2 separate regions of the Zea mays genome follow, and region 1 is linked to region 2. Evidence: chromatin contacts called from public Hi-C data. All regions are on one chromosome and are shown on one strand. The core of a region is the stretch at or near the end of the contact, and the rest is flanking DNA. Distances in the headings are between cores, read along the strand shown. Region 1 holds the start of LOC100383736. Region 2 holds the start of LOC100191624 (RuvB-like protein 1).

Evidence for each region. Hi-C and Micro-C count contacts between places; a contact is called where the count stands out from the background.
Region 1: a Hi-C map of ear shows a contact between it and region 2, with 1.6 times the contacts expected there. The contact joins the promoter of LOC100383736 here to the promoter of LOC100191624 in region 2. A contact is called at or near these places in 2 of 25 Hi-C or Micro-C datasets (ear and tassel).

The regions. Positions count from the first base shown.
Region 1 is chr4:248,099,788-248,105,088 of Zm-B73-REFERENCE-NAM-5.0, forward strand. LOC100383736 reads left to right here and starts at 3,427. Exons shown (of 1, transcript NM_001176373.2): 1 at 3,427-4,335. The coding sequence starts at 3,617. The coding sequence ends at 3,895. LOC111591495 (small nucleolar RNA SNORD14) reads right to left here and starts at 4,692; the gene lies at 4,573-4,692. LOC111591452 (small nucleolar RNA snoR2/U65) reads right to left here and starts at 4,931; the gene lies at 4,788-4,931. It overlaps LOC111591427 (small nucleolar RNA Z112), which reads right to left and starts at 5,165; the gene lies at 4,974-5,165. It also overlaps the pseudogene LOC100856965 and the pseudogene LOC111591375.
Region 2 is chr4:247,716,603-247,721,786 of Zm-B73-REFERENCE-NAM-5.0, forward strand. It overlaps LOC100191624 (RuvB-like protein 1), which reads right to left and starts at 3,681. Exons shown (of 12, transcript NM_001137053.1): 1 at 3,521-3,681; 2 at 3,209-3,397; 3 at 2,114-2,245; 4 at 1,778-1,927; 5 at 1,315-1,470; 6 at 139-273; 7 at 1-33. The coding sequence starts at 3,601.

The DNA.
Region 1 (5,301 bases), core at 2,177-4,676, 380 kb after region 2:
GCAAACATCAACTATGTGTGGTATTAGGCTTTGCAAATTGCAAATGTTGTTGGATTTGCTCTTTTTGGTGTTACGGCGGCTTGCGAAACACCAATACTAAGTTGACCTTGGAGTCTCTTGGTATGCTTTTAATTGAAGGGCAAGCGAACATGATACCCTTGGCTACACCTTCTTTTCTTCCCACAGCTAAATCATATTAGAAATTCAGCAAAGCTGATTTCAGGAAAATATAGCTCAACTGCTCAACCAATAAAAGCACAAAAGAAGTTAAATACTAGTTACAATTACTGGAAGATGATTCAAGGATTAAGAATCATGGTTTTCACAGTGAGTTGACAATTTGGTATATTTGGTTTACCTGAATCAACATGGAGCTGTTCTTCTATTTGTTCTTGTAGTTATTCTTCCATTGTTACTTTGTTAATGCTTGGAAAGTAGTTTGCATTTGTCTAGGATCTGCTATGGTTTTCTATCTAATCCTTTGTTTTGTGTTTTGTCAAACTGTATGTGTATTTTCAAAAATATGGTTTTACTCATTATGCGGTTACTAATGGCATTGACATAGCTGCCTTTGTAGAGACAAATCCAATTGGACCAGTAGCTGTTTATGAGCATGCTCTCTGTTATGTTTCATTTGTTTTTATTTTGCATTGCCATCCTTTTGCACTTATCCACAAATAGCAAATTACACTGAATTTGATTGCGTTTCCTGTTTAGTTGTGTGTCATTACACTTTAAGTCATTTGCCAGATCATTGAGCTTTGCTATAATGAGTGAATTTCTGCCATGTCTTTATATTTTTTGTCCTCTTAATGACCAAAGATCAAAGCCTTGTAAGCTGTGAAGGCTTTCTGTGTTACCTTTGTCCATGACCTGGAAACGTTAGCAGCTAGCAAAATAACTCTGATGTTTTCTTTGAAATGTAATACCGTCTCCTTATGATTTAGGATTCATTCCCTTAAGCTTTAAATGAATAAAGCTACTACATCAGAGATAGTATTGACTTGGAGTTGGGTGCTTCCATACTGGTGTACATTTGGATCTTAGGGTTAGGGTGGCGTTTTTTGGCTGGGCCTTGTGTTTGGAATATCCTAATGAAACTAGCTTGCTAAGGACGACTAGAGTGTACTGGCACGAAAAATAACTAAACCTTTAAAGTGTGAGTTTCGTCGCGCGTTGTCCCCCTCCCCACGCGACCAAGCGAGTGTCGTCCATGTTTTATGGCAGAATACTTACTGTTGATTCATTGATACATCTCTTTCTCACTTTGTTGCGCGTCCACCACTCCATTCTGGTCATACTCGTGTAAGCATATATGTGGTGTCTTCATTATGACACTGGAGGTCCAGCTTAGGATTAGTTCTGTCCTTCCCACAGTTGTCTGTTCAGTTCTCTAGCTAAACATGATCCAGATAAAATAACAGGCATCTTGATTACTGTATGGAAGGCTATCTCAAGGGGAACCACCAAGAATCGAGGTGTTCTTGTGTCCCCATGCATGGTCTTCCGTTTTAGGTGGTATGAGTATTGACCCTTTTTAATCTCTGTTGCAGGTCTGCACGCAGCGGTCATGGAAGAGGCCCTACGGCGTGGGCCTCCTCGTTGCCGGACTGGACGAGTCAGGAGCCCACCTGTACTACAACTGCCCCAGCGGGAACTACTTCGAGTACCAGGCGTTCGCCATCGGCTCCCGCTCCCAAGCCGCCAAGACGTTCCTGGAACGCAGGTTCCAGGGGTACGACGACTACACCCCGGAGCAGCTCGTCAGGGACGCCCTCTCCGCCGTGAAGGAGACGCTGCAGGGCGAGAAGCTGTCCGGATCCAACTGCACCGTGGCCATCGTCGGCAGGAAGGACGACGGCACCGTCGAGCCGTTCGAGGTGATCGGCGCGGCGAGGGTCCAGGAACTTATCGACTCCATGGAGATGGAGGTCGCCGAGCAGGCACCGCCTCTGGAGGCTGCTGCTGCTAGCTCCTCCATGCAGGAGGAGGGGGAGAGGGGCTCGGATGACGCTGCTGCACCCATGGACATCTAGAGGGCTGGGATAGGGGGAGACTCATATGAAACCCGTACACTGCATTCCGAGTTCCAAAAGACTAAGACCACTTCTTTAAAAAAAAGTAAATTATGTTGCTTTGGTTTGGACTGACAATGTATCACGTGATGCGAACACATAACGTGTTGGTTTTGGAGGCCAGCTTGCCACGCATACTATTTGCAAGACTGCGAGTGGTTTTGGAGGTAAATTCTTCTGTGGCTCATTCTGTCATAGATTGGAAATGGCCAAAAGCGGATGATGTTCGTATGTCTGAGGGATGCGTGCGTGCATGCGTTCGATTGCACACTGGCATGTCGTGTGGCGCGTTGTTGTTCAGTCCGGTACATGTCATGAGATTGATGAGTACGATTCAGGGGGCTATACCCTTGCCAAAGATATATCACGAGGTTGTTGGGAGCATCTACTGAATACTACAGTATATTGCATCCGATTGTAGTTGGGAAACTGAAAGTGGTGATCTCCTCGTGGTTATCCAGATAGGGATGAAAACGGACAGAAAAATCTCTCGAGCCATAAACTAGTTAGACTGTAGTTTAATGGGCCTCCAGTTTAATGGGCCGTATCGGGCGTGCTGTATCGTGCTACCATGTCGGGAGTTTTAAGGCCCACGTTATAACAGAGCTCGAAAATAACATATTTTTCTTTTTTTGTTGCATATTTTTCTTATTTTTTTGTAACAGAACTCGAAAATAGTTTGAAAGTGGAGGTCGAGTTGGTCATCAATATCCATACTACATTATTTAAAACCTAATGTGGTTAGAAATTTAGGGCTAACCACCACACGTAACTTAGTGTTTAGAAATAAACAATAATTAAATTTGAATAAATATCTTAGTACTTATTTATATGATATATAATAATTGTAGCAAATCACGAGTAACTGGCTGTAACTGGCTAGTATTATATATGTGGTGGGCCAGATTAGGACAAGGTTAGACACAAACAGATAGTGTTGCGACGTAATCAGTTTGGTGGGCTATTCGTGTCTAGTATCATGCTAAATGGCTCGATGATAAATGGGTCACGCTCATGCTGCTCATTGGCTTGTACCTAATTCCAAACACGACCCATGATGAGTCTCATGCTGTCCCGGACACGATTACTATCATGTTGTGCCCGTGCCGTGCCAAAATATCCGTGCCTCCTATCGACCCATATAGCACAACATATTTGGTCACATATAGGTGAGGGTGAGCATGGTTAAGGCTATTCAACCTGTACAATTAAAAACAACTACTCAAAATTATCAAATTGACTAGGATGCTAAATGAAAAAGTGAACGATACATAAAGACATGTACAAACTCGAAAGTATAAAAAACATAAAAATAAAATACTATACGATACAACAAAAAACACAAAAGTTTCTTTTAAACATGAACTTGCCCGTCCTTTATGACAAGACAAATTGCTTATTTGATTACATAAATATTTGATACAAATATCAACATTGTTCTCCTGCTTTAAATAGAAAAGACATCAATGCTCTAATCCACAGTACTCAGCACATAAAAGTTCCAGGTACTCAGAAACATACAAGCAAGGATCTGGAATCACATGATAATGTCCTTCCTTTGCGATTACCAAGAGCATGGTTATTATAAGAGCACCGTCGTTACTATTACATCGTTCTCGTGGATGCACATCTGCTACACAGGGAGCGCTGCCACTATCCGATGCATTAGTGGGGATGCCTGTACAATAATTTGGATAAAAGAGCTTTTCGTGCAATTTAAATCGATGGAACAAAGGTTAGAGCACTTTCGTCCGTGCTGTATATATACTCCAGAATTACATTTAAAATTATGCTCTCTATTGTGCATAATTTTAGAATAATAAATTATGCATAAGTTTTTAGCACTCTTTTAGTCATAGAAGAAATCAATTTTAAAGGTATAACCACGTGTTATCTTATTAAATGTCAAAAGGGTTCAAGTAAAGCTCTCTATTGTCCATTGGTTTAGTAGAAAAACGTGTGCCATCATTTACTGAACCAATCGACAAAAGAGATCACATGGACGAGTCCAAAGCTTCACCCAATAACGATGGACGTGGATATGATGTGTACTGTTTACAGGGACAATGCTTCCGAATACAGCGTCCTATTTTTTGATTTAGTGTGCCCAAATGTTTTACAAGAAACGATGCAGAAACAAGACATTGATGGATCAGAATTCTGGCTTGGGATCCTTTCTCCGCGGAGAAGGCATCGCAATTGCGCACAGTGTAATCGTAGTCGATCAGCTGGGGAAAGGGTCATCATTTCCATCGTCAAAGAGACCAAAAAAATTTTCCAAGATCCAAAGTCAAGAACATGCGGAAGGAATGATGTGTTGAAGAGGAAACTGAGTGTTGTTGTTTCGATCAGAACATCTGGCTTAAGATCCCATCTCCGAGGAGACGGAACTCGAAAAATCGCACAGTATAATCAAAGTCGGTAATTTGGGGAAAGGATCATCACATCAAAAAACAACACCCAATAACGATGAAGAGCTGGACAATAAGAGAAATTTTGGCTCAGACATCCAAGGAAGGATTCAACAGCACAAGCTCTCGAGCCTGGCAAGGCGAAAGCTCTTAGGCGGCTACTGCGAATGTTGAGAAACAAGCCTTATCTTTCATCATCATTGCCATAATATGAATGAAGTATAGATTTAAAAAATAAGTACAGATATCAAAAATAAGTAAAAATAGGCAAAGCACTAATCATATCATAGTATTGATGAATGAATGTGATCACAGAAACCGGCTCTGTGGGACAGATGGAGAAGCCGTCCCCAGGTTCCTATCAACATGCGAAACAAATTTGTATCGGCCTGATCATAGCATCTCGGGTAAAAGCATGTAGCTACCAGAGACGTGGCATCAGGCCCAAACAACTTCAGCAATGAGAACAGCACGACGGTTCTGAAGAGTCCCTCAGAGACCCGATCTTAATCACACACCACAGCTGAAACACAGAGCAGATGCAGATGGGAGATCCAGCCTGACCAAACCACAAAGGTTATGGTCGAGAGATGGAACACCTGCAGCTGAGTGCAGCAGCTGCTGCTTACAGTGTCAAACGGCACTTCCTATCGGTAGGTCTTGTGATCTTCACGGGGGCTACGTAGCTGAACTATCTCACGAGTTCGCAGATGCAGCAAAGTAAAATTACTTGAAAGTAGAAAAAAAAATTACGCTGGAAATACAAAGAAGAAAATCAACAGGAATCATTACCAACCAAAATGTACTCAAGAAAG
Region 2 (5,184 bases), core at 2,431-4,930:
TGCAATTCCTTCATCGATATATCTATTTACCACCTGTCATCATATAAAATTAAAAACCAGCTGAAAATTCTTATATGGTTATCCAAATTTGATACTGCCTAAGAAACTAAAAAAAATGGTAGTCAAAAAGAAGAAAACCTTATTAATTTCTTGGCGTAGTTTTTCGGTGATTTCAGTCTTTCGTGGTTTCATCATCTGGCCCATAAGGGACAAAATATCTTGGCCACCTTGTGGCTGAGCATTTGCTGCATCAAGGTCATGAAGTGTGACATCCTGCATACATCGGTGAGAAGATTAGATCCTCTTCAGAACAAGAGCACATGAAGCCTCCATGTTGAGACGCAAATACAAGCATTAATTCTTATTAAAAATCATTTAGAAAAATATGCTCCTTGTGATAATAAACAATCAGGAAATCTAACAGCAAACTTTCAACTGTTTATTTACTACTCCCTGCGGCCACAAATGTTTGTCACTATGGTAGTATGGTATTTGTGCTGGTCAAACTTTCTTAAGTTTGACTAGATTTATAGAATATCTTAGCAACATTCGTATCTTCGAATAATTTTACTAAAAAATAGATTCAAAGATCTATCAAATGATACTAATTATGTACTATAAATATTAATATTTTCTTATATAAATGTGGTCAAAGTTAAATGGTTGACTCCTTGGAAAGTGAGAACGACCAACATTTGTAGACGGAGGGAGTATGTAACAGTAGCAGAAGCAGCAATGATAGAACCAAGTTAATCGGCTCTAAGAGATTCTTGTTGGTAGGACTTGGGCTGAGGGCCGATGGTGATGCACATAACCGTTTTTTGTGACCTTTATTCATGCATATATTATTCTACAAGGAAGCGACAGTCACTAGCATTGCCCTATGATTTTTCAATATTTGTTCTGGAAATCTGGTGTGACCATCTTATACTACCACCCAACTAGCTGATTTGCAGACCACAAGCGGAGCTTCCATTATAGAAGAAAAAGATGAACAAGGCGGCCAGCAATTTTGCAGGGAAAGCACATGAATATTTTTTGTAGCAAAAAATGATTGTAACAAGCTATCATCAACATATCAACTTGCAATAATATATTCTTATAGCTTTCCGCCAACATTTTGTGAAGGAAACTATTGGCAACAATTTGTGATAGGAATTATCGGTCAAAGTCGCATCTTGAGGAGTACTGTTCCAACAATGGAAATATTTGTTTTAATCATGACAACATTCACTAACAAAGAGCCACTGTGTGAAAAAAGATCGCTGCAGAAAATAATGAAATGTTAAGACTAAGATAGCATCAGAATGATACCTGCACAATTTCTTTTTTCTTATGGACTTCACCTTTGGGGATAGGAACATACTCTTCAGCTTCAAGATCGTATTCTGTAGCAAAAGAATCACATCTACCAACTCTTTTCACTGCTCCACTATTTGCTTCGATGTATATAACATCACCCACTGCCACCTATATCCATATGCAGATAATGAGTAACGTAAAGCAACAAATGAAGATAGCAAAATAGATACAGTAACCCAAAATGCAAATATAGTGCATTTTCTCAATGTTTGAGGAGCCACTCAGCACCAGTACATATGACAGCGAGTTAGCATAAAATTTTCCCAGGGTAATTTATCAATAGACAGAAGATTTAAAATGTTGATCAAGACATTATTTCAAGTAAGAAACAACTAGACTGCCCATTGTTATAGAAGAGTAAAAACTTGATTCAAAAGTCTACACCAACAGGATAGGCAAGGAAGCAGGCAGTTACCTTTTCCTTGATCAGAGCATCATAAATTGAAGAATCTAACTTCAGTTGCTTAGTCCCTTTAACAGTCTTTAAGCTGATGATTACATGGCTAATGCTTTTTGCATATCCACCAGTTGTACTCTCAGCCTCTTCTGGGGAAAGTTCAGTAACCTAGGAACAGAGCAACACTGGTAAATTTATTATAGACTAACAATGGTAAATTTATTATAGAAGCACGAAGTGGAACATCAGCTATCAAAGCGATAATGAAAACCATTGATAAATAAAGGAAATCACTAATGCAATTATAGCCTAGTATTCGTTTAACTTGGACATGGGCATATATCCATTGCTTACCTCTCCTTCATAAACCTCTTTGTTTTCCTTTATACGCAAACCTATAGCTCTACGGAAATTTTCCATCAGCACCTCAGTTTTCTTGACCTCCGAGGAGTACACTTCTGATCCTACCATAGGACAGAAAGGGACCTGCATTGTATAGTGATAGAGGAAGGAAACATTAGACTATAACATAAGTGCTACAGTGACTTCAGCAAGCGCATTTTATCGGACTGTCCCCTAGAACACCAATTCGGCAAGCACATTTTACCAGACTGTCCCCCCTAGAACACCAATTCAGCTAGTTGAACACAAAACTTGAACCACGCAGCTAAAATGACATTAGGTATGCTAAAATACCTCAAGAACTCTATGAATTTTAGCTAAACTTTTTGGTGTGCGGTGTGCCCATGCAGAGCTTCTTGTTCACCAAATAGGGTAATAATCCAAGATTCCTGGGATTGCAAGAAATGGTCTTAACTCTCTTGTCATTCTTGGTGTTTGGACCCTTTGGAAACATCGCAATGGCTGCGTTTTTGACAATAAGAGTCCTAGTGTTGCTGTTGCTATTAGAAGTGTTGGTTTGGAGATTGATCTTTGGGTTATGGCTGGTGCAAAGAAGTTGTCCTTGCTTACTGCCCCCATCCCAGGTCTCCCTGTTAGCTAGATAGCTGTAGTGCTGTTTTTGTAGCAGTGTTTTTGTCATGGATGGTTTCATTTATGCTTGTTATTGGCCGCCGTAGGGCGGCCTTATTTGTATCTTGGGGTCCTTTTGGACCTTTATCTCCTTAATATATTTTCGCGCAGCTCTCTTGAGCTTTCGAGCGCTTTCGAGAAAAATCTATAATAAACAGTCAAACAGAGAATTAAATGAGGATAGTCCATAGTTATCAGAACATATCCTCATGGTCAAATAGAAGAATTGAGTAGATAAAAATCTGGTACTACCAGTCAATATAGAAAACCAGTAGATTAAATTTGGCCCTCTTTCTTACAAATGTGCATACAACGGCAGGACCTTGGGGGAGAAATAAACCCCTCCCTTTACCACCAAATGAATGAACAGCTGCTTCGTGTGAGGACCGAGAAAAATGAGCAACCGAACGCACGGACCTTGCTGCCGAGCTCCTGGGCTATGCCGAGCGCTAGCGCCGTCTTGCCCGTGGCGGGCGGACCCGCAAGGAGCACCGCGCGGCCGGCCATCTTCTTCTGGCGAATCATGTCGACCGCCAGCCCGGCCGCCTCGCGCGCCGCCGCCTGGCCCACGAACCCCGCCGCCAACGCAATCGCCATCCCATTGGCCTGCTCCGCTCCCATAATAAGAAAACGAAGGGGGGAAACAGTGAGGAACTAGTACGCAGACACAGAGAAGCTAAAACCCTAGAAAAAAACAGGGCGAGGAGGAGCGCAGGAGCGGGCAGCTACGTCGAGGCCGAGTCCCTTGATGTGGGTGTGGGTGGCGATGCGCTGCTTCTTCGAGGTCGACTGCACCTCCTCGATCCTCATCGCCGCCAACGCCGCCGGTTATGCGCTCTCTGTTTCTGTGGAGCTGCCTCCTCTCCGGCTCTCCCGCCGCAACAAATTTGGGGGCGGGGGATGGGAGACGCCGCGCCACTGGTCTCCTGTGGGAAGTTGTATGTGCTGCCGCCTCGACTGGGGGGGAGTCTGCGACTGTGGGATATAGGTGTACATTTGTGCTGTGCCTAATAGGCCGGCCCAAAGCACACAATTTCTGGCACGACCCATATCTGGCACGGCCCAACCTAATTGTGGGTCTGGGCCGGCACGGCCCATATTGTGGGCCGTGCCTGGGCCTCAAGTCAAGCCCACGGGCCGGCCTGGCACGGCCCATTTAACTAAGGCACACCGAGGCCCACTAAATATAGACTCAGTATTTAACTTAAGGTCCGTCAAAGCCCACATGACTAGCATAACTTGGAGAATCTAGAGCTTCATTAAGCCATCGAGAACCAATACCTAGATATGGATAGTGAATAGTGATGATGATCATTGTATATGTATTCTGTATAGATGTATAGTACTCAATTAAACACTAAACAGAGAACTGAATATTATTTGTGAGCTAGTTGTAATATTTTTTTCTTTCTGACCAAAGGTTTATAATGTGCATCCACAAAACATCTTAGTTTTATTTTGGTCATATATATATTATACTTTTTGTTGATGTATTACTGTTGTATGTATATGGGCCGGTCTGGCACATTAAGGTATTTTGGGCTATTTGGGCCGGCCTGACACACATAACTAATTGTGGGCCGTGCCGTGGGCCGATGACTGGGCACACGTGCTGACACGGCACGGCCCATAATTAGATATGTGCTTTTGTGGGCCGTGCCTTTATGGGCCGTGCTTTTGTGGGCCTGTGCCGTGCCGGGCCAGGCCGGCCCACATGTACATGTATACTGTGGGAGCAAAGGGGTGGCTGGACCGGCCCGTCTTGGGCTGTTATTAGGCCGTGGGAGAGGGTTGGGCCTCTCAGCATTTATATTTAGGTCTCGTTTAAATGTCCTAGGTCATGTTCAAAGGAACTAGGATCTATTTGGTTGTGGACCAAAGAAGCCCGACCAAAATTTGGTAGCTTAACAAAGCTGGACTAAGCCAAAATTTGGCTCAAGTTTTGGTGTTTGGTTTGTGAACAAAATGCATTGGGGGCCAAGCCAAATTTTGGCAGCCAATTTGCTGGTCTTGGTTTTGACTAAAAATTGGCATAGATTTATATTGGCATGACCAAAATTTGACCTACAACCAAATACCAACTAAAATAGCTTGGCATGGCACTCTTGGCCTCTTAGACCTACATTCAAACACACCCTAGAGCTAATAGTTGGGAGCACAGTTTTTCAAAACCACGGTATTTCAAAGCCATGACATAAGCTCAGTTTTAAATAACACAATTTTAAAATACCACAATATCCGATACATAGAGGTGTTTAGAAACACAGTTTACAGCGCGTGTGGCCGAGCGATGGCCTCTTGAGCGTCGGGATGCTAAGCGACGGGCGATGGAGCTCCTGGCCGCGGGACGATGGGGCTCCTGGGCAGCGAACGGGGCACCCAGGCAGGGAGCG